2 separate regions of the Sus scrofa genome follow, and region 2 is linked to region 1. The links are chromatin contacts, called in public HiChIP or PLAC-seq maps. All regions are on one chromosome and are shown on one strand. Each heading gives the region's core, a stretch centred on a gene start, on an enhancer-like site or on the middle of the called end of the contact. The rest is flanking DNA. Distances are from core to core; before and after follow the strand shown. Region 1 has its middle 180 kb from the start of TTLL7. Region 2 overlaps ADGRL2 (adhesion G protein-coupled receptor L2).

Evidence for each region. HiChIP or PLAC-seq counts read pairs in DNA pulled down with a chosen protein or histone mark.
Region 2: an H3K27ac HiChIP or PLAC-seq map of alveolar macrophages shows a contact between it and region 1. The contact joins two enhancer-like sites. A contact is called at or near these places in 1 of 47 Hi-C or Micro-C datasets (embryonic fibroblasts) and 1 of 2 datasets of contacts at active chromatin or transcription factors (alveolar macrophages).

What each region holds. Positions count from the first base shown.
Region 1 is chr6:129,886,645-129,889,651 of Sscrofa11.1, reverse strand. No RefSeq gene overlaps it. Among named protein-coding and RNA genes, the nearest start is that of TTLL7, 180 kb to the right of the region's middle. Within about 2 kb of position 1,516, at least 1 of the 83 cell types and tissues checked has an H3K27ac peak or open chromatin away from gene starts, as enhancers often do. A contact at or near this core is called in alveolar macrophages, where this site is marked.
Region 2 is chr6:131,745,480-131,748,486 of Sscrofa11.1, reverse strand. ADGRL2 (adhesion G protein-coupled receptor L2) reads left to right here. Exons shown (of 27, transcript XM_021096387.1): 21 at 459-525. Among named protein-coding and RNA genes, the nearest start is that of ADGRL2, 620 kb to the left of the region's middle. Within about 2 kb of position 1,531, at least 1 of the 83 cell types and tissues checked has an H3K27ac peak or open chromatin away from gene starts, as enhancers often do. A contact at or near this core is called in alveolar macrophages, where this site is marked.

The DNA.
Region 1 (3,007 bases), core at 267-2,766:
TTAACCACTGTTGCGATATCCTGCATTACCCTTCTTTACAAGTAGAAATATTAAATACTAATGATATTTAGCATTTTGTTCCTGGGAATCTAGTCAAAAGAAATACTCTCGATAGAGGAATGGATAAAGAAGATGTGGTGCATATATGCAATGGAGTACTATTCAGCCATAAAAAGAATGAAGTCAGACAGAGAAAGGCAAATACCATATAAGATAATTTATATGTGGACTCTAAATATGATACAAATGAACTTATTTACAAAACAGAAACAAACTCATAGACTTTGAAGAAAAAAAAAACAACTTTGTTAAACCGAAGTTTGGCAAACCGAAGTTTGGCTTTGAAGTCCTTAAATCTGTTTCTGTTTTCTAAGTTCTATTGTACCATTTCAATTAGAGTTCACCTACTAGTTATTTTATATTATATTTATCTTTCTCTATCTGGTTTACACTAAGTAGTATGATAATCTCTATGTCCATCCATATTGTTGCAAATGGCATTATTGCATGCTTTTTTATGGCTGAGTAATATTCCATCATATATATGTATCACATCTTCTTTGTCCAACCCTCTGTGGATGGGCACTTAGGTTGACTCCATGTCTTGGCTATTGTAAGGCACGCTGCCATGAACATTGGGGTACTGTACCTTTTCAAATTATGATTTTCTCCAGATATATGCCCAGGAGTGGTATTGCTGGATCATATGGTAGTTCTATATTTAGTTTTTTTAAGGAACCTCCATACTGTCCTCCACATACAGTGGTTACACCAGCTTACATTCCCACCCACACCCTCCCCTGTCTTTTGTGAATGGTCTCTCTCTACTTGATGGCTTCCTGCTGGCTTATTTTTCCCCTTGTTTTTCACTTTCCTGTATTTCATTCTTAAAGACCAGTTAAAATGTCCCTCCTACGATGAGTATTCTCTGTTCTGCTAAGCAAGTAGCTATTCCCCTCACCAGACTCCATAGCCCCTGACTAGGTCTCTGCTATCTCATGCCTCACACTGCATTATGATGACTTGCTAGTCCACCATTATGTAAACCATGAGGGCCCAGAAAGCAAGGAGCATTGCTTATCTAACAGAATGGTTTATCATACGCCTTCCTACATTTGTGAATAAATCAATAAACGGTTCAATTCGGAGTAGTAAAGGCTTGAACCTTTTGAGTGTTGGGGGACTGTTGCACAGGTAGATTATAGGCTTCTTGCCTATTAAACATGAATGATAAAGCTATGAGGGGTATCAAAATCAAGGTCAAGCCTAGGTGATGGTGAGGATGATCTTGTAAGAGAAACCAGAAAACATGGGATGAGAAAGAAAAGAAATGGAAAATTTGACAGATTCAGGGTGGGGCTTGAGGAGGACAAGGAGAAAGAGAGCTCTGGGCTCCAGGCATAGATGCAATAGACAGGCAGACCAGCTTGTGCACCTCTCTCTGTAGGCTGGGGAATATGAGCTTCTCCATGCTCTGCCTGGGATCCTCTGCCTTATGGCTCTCTTGCTCTTGTGATGCAGTATTGATTGCTGTTAGTCACTGTATGACTAAGTGAGAATCAACATATGTGTAACCAGTCTACTGAGAGGGCTGAAAGTATTAAGAAACAAACAGGAAACTCAGCCTTTCAACACATCAGATCCTCCATCCCCATATCTAAGTGACACTTCAGGTAGCTCCAGTAAATTTCTAGTCATTTCAGTAATTATGACTCATTTCCAGGTAGTAAAAGATGTGGTTAAATTTGAAATGTTAATCTCACATCTCATTTAAAGTGTCTCTTCTCTTCTTCCTCCAGCATGTTTCAGGCTCAACCTGAGTCCGGGATGCTGTAGCAAAATGCTGGACTGTCTGCTCTTCTCCTCTCCCTCTCTCCCCTCCACCATATATTCTGGCTTTTCTAGAGTCAAAATAGGGATACGGAGTGTTCAGAGAAAGGGACACAATATTGCGACTTAGGCAATGATGCTTATCATTCCGTACCTCCTGTTCCTGATGCTTTACATGTATATTCTGTATATTCACATTATGTTTCTTGCAGGGGCCATTTGTGGGTGCCTAAGTGGCCTCTATCTAGCTGATGTGGGCACTGCCCACCTACCTTCACGCACACGTGCGCGCGCGCACACATACACACACACACACACACACACACACACACACACACACACGAGAGTCCTGTCGAAGCAGCTGGAGCATAGTTACATCTGGGACTTGCTCTGTGGAAAGTCCAGATTTGTATGACACCAACTGATGGGAGCAGAAGCTTGCCTTAATGCTGCCATGTCTTCTGGCACAGGTGACTCCACGAGCCCCACAAAATCTTGATGAACCCATCACTCCATAACAAATGGCTTGCTTTCTCGCTGGAAGGTAGTCTTATTGTAACAGGAATGAAAAGAGAATGAGAAGAGAAACAAATAGTGTTCAGTTTTTAAATTTTAAAGTAGATTTGTGAAACTGATAGCAGAGGGAAAAGTTTGAATGCTAAAGCTTTCCTTGCAAGAACCAGGTTATTTTGCAAGGAAGAGTGATTTTTTTTTAAATTCAAAAACACAGTTTGGGGAATTGGGTAAGAAATAAAAAGGCAAGGCACTGAAGGAATTTGAGATGTAAAGTTTATGCCATAAACACTAACTAGAAAGACCAAAAGAGAGCCAGGTTACTGCACTCCAGAGGAGATAAAGATTCAGGGGCTGAAAGAGGAGAGACAATGATGGAAGAGGATGTGATTAGGGAGAGGGGTCTGGGAGGTTCAAGATGGGGGCCCAGGACTGGAGGAAAAGCAAAATGCACTCAGAAAGCAACCAGAGCAAAAGCTACTTGTTACCAGTACCATAGAGGCATAGAAAACCATCTCAGAAATACAGAGGCATAGAAAACCATCTCACTGTCCCAGGTCCATTCTAAAAGCATCTCGTAGACCACTATACATCATTGGTGCTAGGCAATTCCATCAGCTGTTCTTTTTATTATCATTCAGGAATTTACTATTCACTTCAGTCT
Region 2 (3,007 bases), core at 282-2,781, 1.9 Mb before region 1:
GCCAAATTAGAATTATTGAAATTGTTCTCCCCCATGATAAGTTAATTTTCAAAGGCAAATGTAAAGATAGTTCGGTTTGTTAGGTTTTTAAAATTCTATTTTCCAGAGTTCCCATCGTGACTCAGTGGTTAACGAATCCAACTAGGAACCATGAGGTTGTGGGTTCGATCTCTGCCCTTCCTCAGTGGGTTAAGGATCCGGCGTTGCCATGAGCTGTGGTGTAGGTCGCAGACACAGCTCGGATCTGGCATTGCTGTGGCTCTGGCGTAGGCCGGCAGTTATAGCTCCGATTAGACCCCTAGCCTGGGAACCTCCATATGCCGTGGGAGTGGTGCTAGAAAAGGCAAAAAGACATAAATAAATAAATAAATAAATAAATAAATAAAATTCTGTTTTCCTTGTGATGTTGAGGATCCATTGAAGCTTACTTAATACATATTCTTTTCTTTACATAATAGTTGCTGGCTTCATGTTGATAACTATTTTATATGGAGTTTCATTGGCCCTGTCACCTTCATTATTCTGGTAAGCAGTCTCTATTTTCCCTGCATTTTAAGACTGGAAATAGAGATAATTTATTTTACTGTTAATTTACCTATGTATTCAAAGATTTGTAAACATGTCTAGCTTATAGCATAAAATTAGAATATTTTATACATTATATAATTATCATCAAAATCTATAATATCAGCTCTCTACCAAGGTTTATTGCATTTATGAATTAATGAATGTAGAAGTGAAAGAACATTAGCTTAGTATTTACGATCTTAATTTCCACATAGTAATTTAGTACTTTTAAATAAATGTCCACCATCCTAAATTCTTTTTAAGGCACAAAAAATTTTTTTTAAGCTTAGAGTAATAACTGAATGTTAAGTAAGCTTTGAACTCATTAGAAATAAGACTACTTTTCTGTGATTTTAAATACCCCAAAAAATACTGGTTTCTAAAAAATTTTATTTTAAAATAAATTTGATACAAGTTAAGTATAATGACAAGTTATTTTTTAAATTATTGCTAGTTAAATATTTGAAATATATGTAAAATTTTTAAAAAATAGCTAAGATACTTGAATTTTAGTATTTAAAATTTTTCACTCAGTTGTAGCATCATGCTTTTACAGATAAGTGTTATTGGCAATTATAAGATTGAAAATAAAACAAAGAAGTTTGTATATTGCCTGTACCTGTTTATTCCTATTAAGGATATTTTTTCTTTAAAAAAGTTTAACATATCAACTTAATAGGATATTTCTGTGGTTAACTAGTGTTTCAATAAAATTAAGTGAAAAATTTTAGTAGTTCAAAGAAACTTAAAAACTACTTCAAGTGTACATACTTTTGTTATTAAAAGGAATTATTTTACACAATTACTAATACAAAACAAAATGAAAACTTGAGATGAATGCCTGTATGAGTCAAACCAATTCCTAGAAAAACTGATTTCCCATCAGAATTAGTCAATCCAGATGATTGCCCCAGTTTTTGCTCTTGGTTTACTTCTGTGTTAACATAGCCTAAGCTTATTTTGCATTAAATCACAAACAGCTGACTTGAAGGGGTATGATCCTTAAAGATACAGGCTTCTTTTTACCCTGAGCCCTTGGCCAAATATGTTGATACTTTGAAAATTATGAAGACTAGTTTAGGGATATTTGAGCTATGCTTCTCTAGCACTGCAGTTTGCTTATTTTCTATCTCTGAAGATAAATACTGACTTTAGAGTATTAAAAAACATTTCACTTGGCAAGGGAGTTAATGTTTATATGTACTGAACTTTGAGTAAGAGGTAAAGGATGTTTTATTAACGTGCCTATTTATAGGGAGAACGCACTATTATTTGTTTAGTCTTGTCATTATTATCCAGTACCAAATCATTTAGGTTAAGATGTGAAGGGCTTTGGGGGAACAGTCTTCCCAACTTTTAACAAAACAAAATAGAACAGCAGGTAGCAATCACAGTACAGATCCTGGGAGTGATTCGTTTGCAATTGCTTTGCCCTCTAATTGTCCCAGTCCCAACACAGAAAAACAAGGAGTGGTATGCAAGAGTAAAACATTATCTCCAATGTGACCTAAAGTGAGGTACATGATTGTGTAGTACTGTTTATTGAGTATTATTATATTTATGTACATATATCCTTATGGTGATATAGGTCATTTAAAAGTCAGTTCAGACACAAATCTTAATAATATAAATTCTATCATATTGTCTCTTTTAAGGAGTATTCTTGTAACAAAAATTACCTATTGATATTCCTAGAAAGCATAGTTTGTATTTCCAACTTTTCTGAATTGAAATCATTTAACTTAGAAGTGTGAAATAAGTGTACTTTTTAAATACTTCTCAATGAAGGGAAAAACAAGTTCTGGAAGATAAAACTTCCTAGCTCTGTATTTCTATAGAATGTCTTGCCTACAGGCGCTAGAGTGATTATATCTATGAGAAAAGTGCTTGTAAGTAATGAGCAGTGGGAAACCATTAGTATGCCTGAAATGGTTTAATGAAAGCTTGGATCATGACACGTCAGGAGCTGTTCTTATCATTTGGACAGCTCCATCTGCATCGTTAATAATTAATTCAGTTCAGTAAGAGTTCAGCTCACATACTCATTTAGGAGTCTTCCTCAGAGAACACCTCTCTGGCTGCCAGTCCCAGGGAGAAAGCGGTTTCTGCTTGGCTAACAGCAAAGATCTGGAGATACAAGTGCAGTTTTAGAGTTGCATTTGCCAGGTAGCCAAAGCTCTAGGGAGGACAAAAAGGGTCAGAACATGTGCAGTTCAGTTAGGTTACTTCAGAGTGGTGTTTCTGTTCTTCTGCCTTATCATATCCATGTCAGCACTGCAAGCTGTGGAATGAATTCTAAGCTGCTAAGCTCAGACAGATATGATTCAGTTGAGCAGGTTGATGACCATAAAACACACTGTGCACGCCTACAATTTATGGTACCTTTTTCTTTAAACTTCTGTGTATTTTCATGTTCATCAATATGGGTGATGATTAGCTA